5 separate regions of the Mus musculus genome follow, and all the other regions are linked to region 3. The links are chromatin contacts, called in public promoter capture Hi-C maps. All regions are on one chromosome and are shown on one strand. Each heading gives the region's core, a stretch centred on a gene start, on an enhancer-like site or on the middle of the called end of the contact. The rest is flanking DNA. Distances are from core to core; before and after follow the strand shown. Region 1 holds the start of Txndc16 (thioredoxin domain containing 16). Region 2 holds the start of Styx (serine/threonine/tyrosine interaction protein). Region 3 holds the start of Naa30 (N(alpha)-acetyltransferase 30, NatC catalytic subunit). Region 4 holds the start of Ero1a (endoplasmic reticulum oxidoreductase 1 alpha). Region 5 holds the start of Chd8 (chromodomain helicase DNA binding protein 8).

What was found. Promoter capture Hi-C pulls out the DNA fragments that hold promoters and counts their contacts.
Region 1: a promoter capture Hi-C map of pre-B cells shows a contact between it and region 3. The contact joins the promoter of Txndc16 here to the promoter of Naa30 in region 3. A contact is called at or near these places in 2 of 39 promoter capture datasets (cranial neural crest and pre-B cells) and 1 of 484 Hi-C or Micro-C datasets (CD4 T cells).
Region 2: a contact with region 3 is called in a promoter capture Hi-C map of pre-B cells, with 6 times the contacts expected there. The contact joins the promoter of Styx here to the promoter of Naa30 in region 3. A contact is called at or near these places in 2 of 39 promoter capture datasets (the HPC-7 cell line and pre-B cells).
Region 4: a contact with region 3 is called in a promoter capture Hi-C map of pre-B cells. The contact joins the promoter of Ero1a here to the promoter of Naa30 in region 3. A contact is called at or near these places in 2 of 39 promoter capture datasets (cranial neural crest and pre-B cells) and 1 of 484 Hi-C or Micro-C datasets (CD4 T cells).
Region 5: a contact with region 3 is called in a promoter capture Hi-C map of pre-B cells. The contact joins the promoter of Chd8 here to the promoter of Naa30 in region 3.

The regions. Positions count from the first base shown.
Region 1 is chr14:45,218,174-45,220,875 of GRCm38.p6, reverse strand. It overlaps Txndc16 (thioredoxin domain containing 16), which reads left to right and starts at 1,451. Exons shown (of 21, transcript NM_001310534.1): 1 at 1,451-1,659; 2 at 1,827-1,880. It overlaps Gpr137c (G protein-coupled receptor 137C), which reads right to left and starts at 1,159. Exons shown (of 7, transcript NM_027518.2): 1 at 458-1,159. The coding sequence starts at 883.
Region 2 is chr14:45,349,741-45,352,440 of GRCm38.p6, reverse strand. It overlaps Styx (serine/threonine/tyrosine interaction protein), which reads right to left and starts at 1,255. Exons shown (of 11, transcript NM_019637.3): 1 at 912-1,255. The coding sequence starts at 968.
Region 3 is chr14:49,170,943-49,173,719 of GRCm38.p6, reverse strand. It overlaps Naa30 (N(alpha)-acetyltransferase 30, NatC catalytic subunit), which reads right to left and starts at 1,474. Exons shown (of 5, transcript NM_027492.2): 1 at 1,343-1,474; 2 at 327-1,104. The coding sequence starts at 1,103.
Region 4 is chr14:45,317,150-45,319,971 of GRCm38.p6, reverse strand. Ero1a (endoplasmic reticulum oxidoreductase 1 alpha) reads left to right here and starts at 1,400. Exons shown (of 16, transcript NM_015774.3): 1 at 1,400-1,595. The coding sequence starts at 1,482.
Region 5 is chr14:52,256,366-52,259,065 of GRCm38.p6, reverse strand. It overlaps Chd8 (chromodomain helicase DNA binding protein 8), which reads left to right and starts at 1,306. Exons shown (of 38, transcript NM_201637.3): 1 at 1,306-1,388.

The DNA of each region.
Region 1 (2,702 bases), core at 202-2,701, 4.0 Mb after region 3:
CTTCTAATAAAAGAAACGCAGCAACAATAGCGGAGGAACAGCTCTGCCTGGTGACGTAATGGCTGGCAGCGGTCCAGCTTCAGCAGAGCTGCCTCTACTTCAGCATCCAACCTCCCTCAACCCGGTCCAGCCTCGACAGAGCTACCGGAGCTGCTACTTCTTACGATGCTTCTCTGTGGTCGCCACCAACGCCTTACGTGGAGGTCTGGGACATTGAACAAAGGGTGTCCCACTGCCTTAAGTTGTCGGGGCACGCATACTCTCTCTCTCACACTTCTCCAACCCCCTCAGGCACCGAGTCCATCAGCGGCTTAAGTTGAGGGAGAGGGAAAGACAGGAGTGTCTCAGTGTCCCCAGACTGCCCTCCGGCCACCTCCCCCAGCCCCGACCCCTTCCGTCTCGGCAGGAGTGGATCCCGGCGGCCCCGCTCCCCCGCTCGCCGGTCCTCCCGCCTTACCTCTGCCAGGTAGAGGTTGAGGAGACAGAGCGTGGAGAACTGTAGGCAGGAGGGGAAGCAGTAGAGCAGCCAGTGCGGGAAGAAGTGCAGGCGAGAGGGTGGCCGCAGCAGGGGCAGAGAGCCGCTGAGGGAGAAGGCGGCCGAGAAGAGCGTGGTCCTGAGCGCTGCCCACGCGAGACACAGGAAGAGGCAGAGGCTCTGGTAACTGAGCCGCCGCTCGCGGTACAGGAGCAGCCGCCACAGCTGCAGGTAGGCAAAGGCGAAGAGCGCGGCGTAGAGCAGCGCGTGCAGCACGCTCAGCGCCAGCTGCACCGAACCGGGAACCGCGGCGCCCGAGGCCGCGACGGCGCCCCCGCCGGACGTCGAGGGTTCGCGGCCGGCCGTGGGGACCGCGGCGGCCGCCGGCCCGGACACTGATACCCTCATGAGGGGACGCGAGCAGCGGGGAGGGAGCGCGGGAAGGAAGCGGCCCGAGCGCCCCCCGGACCTCCCGCCCGCCCCAGCCTGCGGCCCCGGGCAGCGCCGTGACAGGAGTCGCAGCCCCGCGCGATGGCCGCGGCTGCCCTCGGGCCCGCCTCCCCTTCCCCCCGGGGGGCTCGGTTCCTCGGGCCGCGGCTCGGCTCCGCAGCAGCAGCAAACAACTCTCGGCTGGAGACAATCAGCTGAGAAACCCGAGCTTTTGAGGCGCTCGCTCCGCACTGTGAGCTGCCGGCGATTGGCCCGGGCGGGCGCGCCCTCCGGGCGCCTCACTCGGAATACCACAGGCCTCAGAGCCTGTCACTCCAGAAGCCTTTGATCTGATTGGCCTTCTGCTTTCTCCTCTTTTACCCCCGCCCCTCTTCCCACCCACGCTGCTGATTGGCCCAGCAACTGCAAGACTTCCTCGCGCCGGCGGGAGGACTCCAGATTCTGTCACCTGGGGCTGTTCTCGCTCCGCCCCCTGACCGTCCATTGGTTGGAGGATCTCTTACGTAAGGAGCACGAGGAGCAGGCGGAGCCTCGGGGGTTGTTTTTTCGCCCAAGAGACTGATTTTGCGGAGGCAGTGCCGGCCGTGGGCGGTGAGCTTCTCAGGTAGGCGTAGTTGCTTTGGGAGCCGCCGTAGGGACCAGCCCCTGCCCCGCCTTCTGTCACCATCTCTACTCTGATGGCGGGACGTGCTGTCCTCAGAGACCTTTCATCTCTGCACGAGAATCTCAGGCAGGTGGGTAGCAGCGCGGGCCTCAAGACTTTGCCTGCAGGATTGCATGCACATCAGCACTCGGCAAACGTCCCTCCAGCCAGGTTGCTTGCTGATTCAGTTCACCTGTTTCTGGGGGCACCAAACGACGCTGGTTTTGATTTCATTTCCCCCCCTTTTCTTTTTCTGAGCTGGAGGAAACACGGGGCGAGGAAAGCGAATGAAGCAAAGCGCGAGCGGAAACTGTAAGTAATCAACCCTTTCTTCTCTTGGGAAGAGGTCCTGAAGGATGGTGGTCCTGGGAACAGATGAACGTTGAGGCCTTCTCCAAGGGGAAGGTGATTCTTCGAAACTTGCAATTTAGAAAGCTCTCTTGGGCGCAGGGGTGGGCAGGGGAGGGGTGGGGGGAGCGCGGAGCAGTAACAATGTGGTGATTGTCCAGAATGGAAGAGTTTGTGTGAGATTCTGCTTGTGTGTTGGAACAAGTGGTGCTATTCTCATCAGAGACTGAGAGATACAAAATAAGAGGTATATTTCTGCTTTAAATAAGTGAGGAACGGTTGTATGTTGGCCACTACATGAAGGTTTTTTTTTTTGTTTTTTGTTTTTTGTGTTTTTTTTGTATTTGGTATTTGGTAGCAAATCAGTCAAAGTAATGCAAGATGAGGAAGGATCCTGTGTTCTCAGAGTGAGCCTCTCATTGCAGATTCAGTGCTTCTGTAGACAGCATATTTACTGGAGCATCCAATATCCAGCCTTTCCTAAATACTCCCTCCTTAAGGTCTGCTTAAGAAGATGGCTGTTTCTCAGTCCTCCACCACCAAGTACATGTTACAAAGGGGCTTAAGATCTGTTCTGTACTTATTCTGGTCCAGTAGTTTGCCAGACACCAGACAGTATTACCATCCACAAGTGTAATCATGCACACACATGTACAATAATGATAAAATGAAAAGAAAGCCCTAAGTCTGTGTTTATTCAGTGGTAGGCTCATCAGGAAGACTATAATGAGGCAGGAGACTCTCCAGCATTTAGATGTTGTCTTTTTCTCATTAGCTGTATGGTGG
Region 2 (2,700 bases), core at 6-2,505, 3.8 Mb after region 3:
ACAGTGACCCCTCCTTTCTCCTTCCACCTCCCAAGTAGAGGGGTTACAAGTGTGCCAGCCAAGAGTAGTCCCAAATACCTTTAAAACACTGAGAGATTAAGGGGTGTACACCTTCAATCCCAGCATTTGGGGTACAGAAGCAGGTGGATCTCTTTGGGTTTCAGGCCAGCCTCGTCTAGTGAGTTCCAGGACAGCCAGGACTTATATCAAACACACAAGCAAAACTCTAGAATCCTTTTTTGATCCTATTAAGTGTCACAGGTAAGAATCCTTGTCACTAATTTTAGCCTCTGGCAAACTCTAACTTAACAGTTTCTGGTACCATAAAATATTTGCAACAGATGTTAGGTAAAGAAAAAAATCAAGGTGGGGTGAAAAGAACCCTTAAATCATAAATTGGGAGAATTTTGCTCTCGATAGTACAGGCAAGATTTGTTACTAAAAATTTTCAAATTCAAAGAAGCTTAGCTTTTCTACTCCCCCCCCCCCCCCGCCCCACGCTAGTCATCGTTTTTTGTGGGTTTTTTGGTAGTGGTGGTGGTTGGTTTTTGACTTGAGTACTATTAGAGGGGTGCAATTCCAGAGTTCACGCCTCCGATCTATTCCACACGTGGGGCTGGCTATGTGTCCCGCATGTGAATCTAACATCAAGCTCAGATTAAAAACAACTCCACAGCGTGTTGCTCTGGTAAGGAAGAGTCTGTGTTCACGAAAAGCCTCAACGCCGAGGCGAGTGGTCAAGAGTACTCTCCGGGTTGGCTCCTCCGATAGGGTCCCGCGGGAGGAGGACCTCACTGACGCCCCTTCACGCCCAAGGGGAAAGGGAAGAGTCTGGGACAGTTGGGCCAGAGGCGCTGCTTGGCCGGAGACCCGGGGGCTGCCCGCGGCAGGGCGGGCCGCCGGGCACTCACCTCGGCGTCGTCTTTGCACTGCGGGAGCGAGGGGAACTCCAGTTTCACGTCCTCCATGGTCCCAGGGCCCCGGTGGGTGGGCGCGGTGCGCCCGGCCGCCCTCCGGGCTGGCAGAGGCGACAAGGGAAGGAGGGCGGGCGGGCGGGCGAGCGGTGGGGGGGCTGACGCGCGGCAGGCTCACAGCAAGCACTCGCGGACCACAGGATCCAAGCGGCTGCGACAGGAAGGCGGAGGGCAGGGCGGTGCGCTGCCGGCCGCCATGCTGCGGCCGTGTCCCTCCCGCAGGTCTCCGCGCCCCTCAGAGAGCCGGGATCCGACCCAGGCACGAGCCCATAACCGTCTCCTCCCGCCCCAGCCCACGCGGCCCAGCCAATCCCAGCCCACGCTCGCCGACGGCCCGCCCCCGCCGCCAGGTGTCAGCGCGCCTCCGCCCCGCCCGTCCGCGAGCGCGCAGACGCGGGGGGAGGAGCTTCCCGCAGGGCGGAGCTGCGGCCGTAGGGGAGGAGCGGTCGGGGCCAAGGCCTTCCCAAATGGGATGGGAGTCCGTCCCTTCAAAGTGTCCTCCACACTCAGAGGAATGCTGCTCGATCCAATCCGTGGGGGAAGTCATAACCAAACAGGAAGAGTTCAGCTTAAATTCATGTTAGACTACGAAAAAAACAAAAACAAAAAACCCCGAGATACCCATCATCTTTAAACAAAGTAGAAAGTGGCCTCTTAGGTATACTCCGGAGTGTTAACAACTCAAATTATCCAGAAAATTTCAAGAAAATGATTCTTAAAAAAAGTCATCAGAAATGTAAATGATAGTTTACTTACTAAATTGTATTCGGTACTCTTTAAGATTTCTCCGAGCCTATTTTTCAACATAAAAGATGATTGTGTGAGGAGCTGGCGTTAGAGTTAATAATTTTTGAAGAATATACCTTCTTCAGGGTCTCGCTATGTACACCAGGCTGGTCCTCAAATTTACAAGAGTTCTGAGATGAAATGATTAAAGGCCTGGTTTGAACTTCTGAACCACCTTTGGTCTCACTGAAGGAATCACTGAAGGCTGCAAAGTGTGTAACTAAGACTATCACTACTTTTCACTGTATTTTAACACTACTTCCTAGAGACCTCAGGACTGTCATTATCAAAAAAAAAAAAAAAAAAAATCCTTTAAAGTGGAAGGACCGCGTGTTTAACTTGGATTTCCTCTTAACTCTTTTCATGTTGTCATATATGTAATGCATGTTCAATATACAGGATAGCTGTTCAAAAATTAGGTGGCTAATTAGATGGTCTATGCTCTCTAGTGTTACATAAACTATTATCCAGCTTTAAGAATTACAAAAGGCACAGAATACCCTGCTAGTAATTTTTAATTAAAAAATAATCCAATGGCAAGTATTGTGGTAAATGCCTTTAATTCCACCACTCAGGAGAGGCAAGAAAATGTCTGTGAGTTGAGACTGGCCTAACCCACACAGTAAGTGTCCCAGGCCAGCCAGGGGTACATAGTGAGACCTTGTCTCAAAAAGAAAGGGGAAGCTGGGCAGTGGTGGCATACCCTTTTAATTCCAGCACTTGGGAGGCAGAGGCAGGCAGATTTCTGAGTTCGAGGCCAGCCTGGTCTACAGAGTGAGTTCCAGGACAGCCAGGGCTACACAGAGAAACCCTGTCTCGAAAAACCAAAGAGAGAGAGAGAGAGAGAGAGAGAGAGAGAGAAAGGGAGGGAGGGAGGGAGGGAGGGAGGGAGGGAGAGAGAGAGAGAGAGAGAGAGAGAGAGAGAGAGAGAGAGAGAGAA
Region 3 (2,777 bases), core at 225-2,724:
CACAGCAAAGTGCTCTAAGGATGAGGAAGGTTAAACATGATTAGAAGCTAATGTAAACAGGATGTAAGACAGCCCCCATGTGAAACATGCTCTGCACAGGATTGCTGCTGTTCCAAAAGTCACAAGATAACCCAGATCACGAGCTCTTACCTTCCACACAGTTCCACGGAATACCTGGGAAAAGTGCGCACCTTCGCGCCTCCCATCTGTAAGGTACTATGAAAATGAAGGATACATCCACGGCCACACTCCGGGCCCTCACACTCCCTGCCCCGAGTGGCCTGGATCTCTGCTGGGCTCACCCTGTTTTCATTCCATCCACTTACCAAGAAACACAGCTGTGGCCAGTTGTGGATAAAATATCTATACGTATAAATGGAGTAGGGTTCAGACAGATCTTTGGTGATCAGTCTCATGATATCAGGCATTTGGAGCTCAGATTCATATCGGACGTATCGTATCGTCCGATCCTCCCCGGGCTCGGCCTCCCTGCCCTGGGAGCTCCTTAAACTGCAGCCGGTGGTCAGAGACGAAGACAGCAGCCGCACCTGCTCGTCCATCTCCTCCTCCTCCTGCTGCTCGGTGCCCTCCACCAGTCCATTTCGGGCCGCAGCGGGGTCGCTCGCCGCCCCCGCCGCCGCCGCCGCTGCCTCTGACCGGCCGGGGAGTGCAGTTCTTGCATTGTTGGGGACCGAGTGGGGAGGTCTCTCCCCCGGGTGTCCCTCGGCTCCTTTTGTGGCAGTCACTTTGGAGGCCCCGTCGGGGGCGGCCGCCTCCGCTGCACTCAGAACCTTACTCTTGAGGGTCGCCGCGGCCCGGAGGTGTCGCAGTTCTGGGCCGATCAAGCCGTTGAGCTGCTGCTGCTGCTGCTCCGGAGGCAGCTGCGGGCAGCGAAGGCAAGAACGCGCCTTGGCCGAGGTCGCCGCCTCGCCGCCCGCTGGGCTCCCGCAGCCGCCTTCGTGCTCCTCGTCGTCCTCCTCGTCCTCGCTGCAGCAAGCGAGCGCGGCCCCCGCCGGGAACGGGCAGCGGAGCTCCGCCGCCGCTGGGGCCGCAGGCGCTGGTGGTGGGAGGAGGCTGCTAGGCCCAGGCGGTACCTCCGCCATCCTAGAAGCGACACAGCCGAGAGAGGAGGCCATGAGAGGCGGCCGACCGGCGCCAGGCAGCGCGGACTGGCGGGCCGGGGGCGGCCGAGGCGGGGGGAACAAAGGCAGAAACCGTCCCTCACCGAGTGTCCCCAACGCCGCGCCGCCCCCACGCCGCCGCGCCGGCCACCGTCCCTGGCCGCCCGAGCCCCGCCGCCGGCCGTGTCACCGCCTCCCACCCGCCCCTCCTCGCGGCTCACCCCGCGCCGCTCCCCGCCGCCGTTTCCGCCGCTCCTCTCCCTCAGCCACCGCCGCGCCGCAGTCGCCTTCACCGCCGCGGCCGCTCCGCCGCCACCACCGCCACCGCTGTCGCCGCCGCTGCCGAGCCTCTCACCCGGCCGCCGCCGCCGCCGTAAAGCGCCTCGCCTGTTACCCCGGGTAAAGTTTCCTGGGCCAAGCTTTACGACACTTCCCTGCCTGCCGGCTGCCGGGCCAGAAAAGGGGGCGTGGAGGGAGGTGACCTGTGCAGGGGCGGGGCCCGAGGTGTCTCCGGAGGGCTTCCGGGAGGCCGCGTGCCGGGGGTGGGGCTCTAGCCTGGGGTTCCAGAGGTTCCTGCGGAACTCGCCCCGCAGCCTCCCCGGGTGGGCAGGGCTAGGTGCCCTGGGAGCTGCTGGCTGTTGACATCCAACCTCTAGTGCCTTTATGCAGCTGTACTGTTACAACTTTTGCTCTGACCTGGCGCGTGGGGCAGGGAGCGCCGGCTACAAAGGCAGCAAATCCCGGCCTGGACCGCGAATTAGAGGGAATTTAAAACATTGAGCTGTGAAGATAGCATTTTGCAATTTAAAAAAAAGAAGAAGAAGAACCTTTACCTACCCCGTTGGGACAAAAGAATGGCTAGTAGTCTTGTTGCCCCATTCCTCCACCCCAAAGATTGAAGGCATAAATGTGACAAACAGGTGCCGGACAACGAAAGGCAACAACTGGGGGAAGCGACAGAGATGGTGGCGGCTAACAAGCGTACTCCTGATTTGTGGTTGTAATTGTGTTAGGTTGGGAAGCACCTGGTAAGAGTTCACGGGATCCTCCCATGTGATATGCTAAGCAGGTGTAAAAACTTTGAGCGTGTGGGTTACCTCTGCTCTAATCCACAGCTGGTAGTTTTCTGCATATCTGATCTGAGAGTTGAGTAACTCACACGCATACTAATCAAGTTACTTATTAACTTGTAGGAGCTGAAGAGATGAGTCAGCAGTAAGGAACACTAGGGTTAGATTCCCAGCACCCAAATGGCAGTTCACAACTGTCTGTAATCCCAGGTCAAAGGGAGGCTACAGCCTTTTCTGGCCTCCAAGGGCATCAGGAATGTGCACAGATACGCCTACATACAGGCAAACACCCATAACAAGTTTAAAAAGAATAAAATGTGTTAGATAGCTTTTTTATTTATTTCAACTGATTTATAGAGCTAGTCAGGTATGCCCAAGATTCATGTTTTCAGAGATAGGCTTTTATGACAGGTGTTTGCAACTTTGTGCCATAATCTAAACTGAAAAAAAAAAAAAGTGAGCTGCAGTAGTCAGCACATGTCTGGAATCCAAGTACTCAGAAGGCAAAAGTAAAAAGCTATGGAATTCAAAGGAAGCCTGGGCTGCATAGCAAAACTGTTTCTAAAAATAAATACTAAGTAAAAAT
Region 4 (2,822 bases), core at 151-2,650, 3.9 Mb after region 3:
CAAGCTGGTGAGGTGATGGATATATTAGTGTGATTGAGTCTTCCTACAATGTACATATGGATTGAAAACATATCTTACACACAATTATTAGTGAACTAAAAATAAGACTGGAAGACTGGTTGTGGTGGCAACAGGTGTTTAATCTCAGGTCTAGGGAGGCAGAGGTGAATTGATTTCTGCCTGTTCGAGGCCAGCGTGGTCCACAGTGTAAGTTCCAGACCAGTCAGGAATACACAGTGAGACCCTTCATCAAAATAAAAATGCACTACCCCAAGCTAAACGAGACAACGAAGCCAAGAAAACTGACGACATTGTCAGTTTTATGGAGCCGATGCACCTGTGTACTTCCAAGGCCAAGCTCGGCATTGCAAAGTGAATTGAATGGAAACTTGCTTTTAATCTGGAACAGTGTGAAAAGAACACCAGCAAAAACACCTGTAACAGAGACACTATGATCTGGTTCTAGAAAAGGTAAGTATGAGCTGGAATATAGCTATCGTGAAGACAATATTAGCTTATAAGGCCATATTATCTTACTCTGTGTACAGTGCATGCTATAGATAACAGGCTAAGCAAGGCTTCTCACTGCCTGACTCCAGTTCTTAGCAACAGCTTTCCCCATTTCCACTTATGAAACGAGAGATTGAATAGTCTTTACCACATTGCTCTCTAGCTTGTGAAATATGCCTAATTCGCATAAAATACAGCAAAAAAGGAGTCAATTTTTTATGAACAAATCGGGACTACACATTGAGCTAATATCTTCTCTATGCTAGTTTAATAAAAACATGTTTTTATTATTATATTTAAACATTTATTTATAAAATAGAGCCTAACTCTATAGGGCAGGAAGTATGTAGCTCAAGCTGTCTTTGACATTGAGCAATCCTCTTGCCACAGTCTCTGGAGTGTTGGATTATAGGTGTAAGCCGCGGTGCACAGCCCTTTGGAAACCAATTTCACCTGTTCCCTTTGTAGGATGTAGGAAGGGAAAAACTAGAAAGCCACTGAATCGTGTGTACGGCCGTGCTCCCCGAGATGAACTCCAACATCCTTTTAAAAGGCTTAGGCAGCCAGAGCACGGCGGACACGTAACCCAGGCTCGGGATTTCCTAGTGTTGAGAAAGGATGGGCTGGCTGGCGTGAGCTCCGGGGCGGGGCGGGCAGGACGGCGCAGGCCCCGGGCAGTGTGGCTCGGGGGATACCCCGACCCCGGAAGGACCGCGTCTTTGCGCCGGACGAGCTGCAGGCCAGGTGTACCGGAGGCGGGTGCGTGAGCGGGGCGCGCAGGAAGGCGGCCGCCCGAGGCTCGCGTGGACAGAGGCGCGCGCCGCTGCACGTCCGCAGGGGAGGCGGGAGCGCGGAGGGCGCAGGGCGGAGCGCGGGGCGGGGCCGGCGCAGGCTACTTCAGCGGGCGCGCGGCCTGCGCCGGGGAGCCAAGCACGGCGGCGCGGGTAGAGGGCGGTGGGCGGCGAGCGGCGATGGGCCGCGCCTGGGGCTTGCTCGTTGGACTCCTGGGCGTCGTGTGGCTGCTGCGCTTGGGCCACGGCGAGGAGCGGCGGCCGGAGACAGCGGCACAGCGCTGCTTCTGCCAGGTGAGGCGCGCGGGCGGCCCAGGGGCTGCGCATCTCCGGGCGCCGGCGATCCTGATGCGCGGCCCGCACCGCGTTCCCGATCGCCCCGGGACGGGGCACCCTTCGATGGGCGTGGGCGCCTGGCCAGCTTGTCACACTGCTTCCTTGCATCCTGCCTTGGCTGCTCCGTGTCCACAGGACCGGGGGTTCTGAATGGACCCGGCACCTGGGCACCTCGTGCGAGCGGTGCCGGGGACGTCCCCAGCCTTTCTGTTCCCGATATGGACTCTTGGGGAGACTAGTTGTTCTTTAGGTCTTGTCGTTGTCAAGAGGTTGAATGACCTTGAGGGGCTCTTTGGGTGGCCTGATCTAACTGCCTGGTGTCTTTGCGGCTGTTGTTGTCCTGTGACTTCTCGGCCTGTGTATGGTGCACCTTGCCCCTGAAGCTTATTCTCGTATACTGACACTTCCTTTGCGGAATCCGAGGTAGGCCCTAGCTCTTCTGTATTCAAGTTTGATTATGAGCTGTGATTATTTACTTCTGTAGGAGATGTGGGTTCCGTGAGCAAAACATTCAAAGAATTTTATTTTCTTAGTGTAGCCTGTAAATTTTGTATGAGGCCGTTTAGGCTAGGCGCATTGAAATAACTGTGAATTTCATTTTGCTGTCTTAAGGAAATGCTAACAGCTTGGAAATACCCAGAAGTATCATATTCAGTCGATGTGCTAGTCTCTTAGTGCTTTCTTGTAAAGCCTGGAAGAACTCTCGAATATTAGCGGTTCCCCAGACTTTCTTCTGTTTAAAAGTGTATTAGATCATTTTATTACTGAGATACTTAATATGTAAATTGTATTGTTAAACAGACGTTCACGACCACACCTGGCGCTGGCCAGCACCCTTTCCCCCTCGACTTGTTCATTACTGTTCTTTACGATGTTTAAAATACAGGTTTGTTTTGTGGGTATGTATATTGTACCTGTGAATGTACGCATTGTAGGGGGTGCTTTTAGTCCACAGCTTGCAGGAACCTCTCCCCAACCACCACATGGGACACCGGGATCCACCTCGGGTCCTCAGGCAAATGACCAAGCATTGGCTTTCTTATAGCCCTATAAGCAGTGGCTCTTCTTATAGCCACCTTTTTGGTGGACTTCGATTTCTGAAATTACATCTATAAAAAAATGGAGGGATAGACAGCCAGGTCACTCGTGGGTCTTATTATTTGTGATCAGAAATACGTGTATGCT
Region 5 (2,700 bases), core at 57-2,556, 3.1 Mb before region 3:
CAAGAGCAAAGTTTATAAAAATAAATAAATCTCTTTAAAAACAAATTTTGCAGGTTTTGCTGTGTTGCTCAAGCTTCCTTCAGGTTTGTTTGTTTGTTTGGGGGGGGGGGGTTGGTTCAAGACAGGGTTTCTCTGTGTAGCCCAGGCTGTCCTGGAACTCACTTTGTAGACCAGGCTGGCTTCGAAATCAGAAATCCGCCTGCCTCTGCTTCTCGAGAGCTGGGATTAAAAGCCTGCACCACCACGCCCGGCTTCCTCGAGTTTTCTAATACTGGTATTTAAACAAACAAACAACAACCAAAAAACCCTTCTTGTATGGAAATGTAGTCGGCAGAACTTTAGAAAATGCAGGAACACCTTTCTCAGTGTAGTTTGACCTATGGTGAAATTTTGCTTCTTTCCAGAATAAATGACTCCGTCAGTGTACCTCTGATAAGTCTTGTTTCCCAGTGTGTATTCGTGCGTAGTAATTGGAACTATTGGTAAATTTAAGGTCCTTTGCTTTTTAAGTGAAATTCCTCACTCCCGATATTACTAAATGACTCAGAATTTTGGGTTGCTAAAATCGGAACACTGGTCTAGGGCGTGGTAGCTCATGCCTCAAATACCATATCTCTGTGTTTAACGCCAGCCTGATATATTGAGACCCTGTCTCAAAAAAACAAACAAAACTCTAATACTGGAAAATCTGAAACGTGCATAGATAAGCAAGTAGAATGGCTATAAAACCCGTGTCGATTATGTGTTGATAATCCTGCTTGTCAAGGATCACCCTAGAAGTGGCATTCAGAAAAACTGATCGTTGGCTTCTTTGATAAACCAGCATCATTCCTACGTTTAAGAGGTGGTGGGGCTTGTTTCCAGTCTTGTTCAACGTTTTTCCAGAGTTCCTCCCCATGACTGACAGGCATCCTGAGTACATGAGAGGAGGGCATGTAGGGGCTGGACCAAAACGGACCAACAGAACTCCAAAAAGGCCTTCACATTCCTATACGTAATCGTGGGAGATCACCAAGCCAGTCGACCCAAGATGGCCTCCCGAGACAGGTAGCAGGTGCTGTCCGGGTTTGCAGCGCCCCCAGCGGCGGGGGTCAGAGGCCTGGCCTGCCAGCCCGCCGCCCGCTCCGATTTCCAAGCAGGCATATCTGCGGTTGCCTACGTACCCTTCCCAGCCTCAGGCCCTCCCAGCCTTCGGAGACTTCCTGGATGGCGCCCGGCTCCGGCCACGCCATTGGTAGATGGAGGGCGGTGGGCGGGCCCAGGCGCATGGAGGACTAGCAAGCTTGCTTGCGGCGAGGGCTGGCCGTGCTCCGCCGGAAGGCGCCTTGTTCTCCCGGACGGTGGGTTGCAACTCTTGCCCAGGGAAGGAAGCCGCAGGACTGGCTCAGGTAAGCCTGCGGCACGCGCGGCTCCACCAAGCCTCGTCGGAGCCTGGGCGGGTAGTGGGTGGGGTAACAACGTCCTCGCTTGCTCGCTCGCTCGCACCCATGCGGGTGCAGCGCCGAGCGGTGATCAGGTGCGGGATGCTCGGGGCTGAACCACTCTCCTTTGTGAGAGGCAGGCGCTGGGGACCGGACGGGCCGCGGGGCCGTGCTGGGACGGGCCGCGAGGGAGCTGCTAGGGCCAGCGTGGAGTTTTGGAGCTTGTCATGGCACTGCTGGGCGAGGCGCACATTCGAGACAGTTGCCTTTTTCTTCTTCCTCCTTTCCCAAGAAGAAAAACTCCCCTGCTCGGTTAGGTTACTCCATACGTTGGAGTCAGAAGTGCGAGGCCAGGGTTTTAGTTTGTTTTGGCTGGATTCTTTTTCCCTCTCCTCTCTTATCTTTAATGTTTTTAGTAAATGTGGGTAGGGAAGCCTGAGGTGAACGTGTTCGGATTTATTATGTTCCCAATTTCTGCGGGGCTGTTGCAAAGTAGAGGTGACGAGGAAACGAACAGCACAAGTCTTGTGTCTTCCTTGACAGGTCTGCAGAGCTCTTTGGTTTTCTGACACATTATGTAAACTCTTCACTAGAGGAGGACTGCCTCTTGGCGAATATTATTTAAAATTTGTTTTGGTTTTTTTGTGTCTTAATTTACCTGTTTCTAGTCGGCTTGCCATTGCTGCAGCTGTGCATACGCAGCAGCGCCTCTTTAAGGGGCAGTCCTGACGTCGTTAAAGGCTTCCCAGAGGAGGTATGTAGTGAACCAGTCTTCGCAGTGAGTGAGCAAAGTGAGCCAGAAGTCGGATTTTAAACGCTACGTAATTTTCTTTCAAAAGATAGACACAGTGAGACATCTCAGACACGAGTGAGGACCTTGCTTTAGCGATTTTGCTGCATTCTGCCATCACATCGATGTCCACAGAATCTCTGTTCTGAGTTTGTTAACTCAGAGACTGGCTTAGTGCCAACTGAGGTCGTTTTGGGGGGGCACATCAGATTCTAGGACATGGATTTGCAATTTGAATGTTTCCCTTATGTTGTTGCTGTTGTTTCTTTTGAAAGGATATCTGGCTTTCCATTTGTAGACCAGGTTGGCCTCTAACTCACTGAGATCTTCCTGCCTCTGCCTGGATTAAAGGCGTGCACCTCTGGCCCCTGCTGGGATATTGTCTTTTTGATTACAGAGTGTCTTCTGCCTAAAAATATCTTTTTATGGTCACCCTGCAGGTTCCACAAGTTGTAATCAATTTCTTAGGGCAGGAAGTGGGCAACTTCT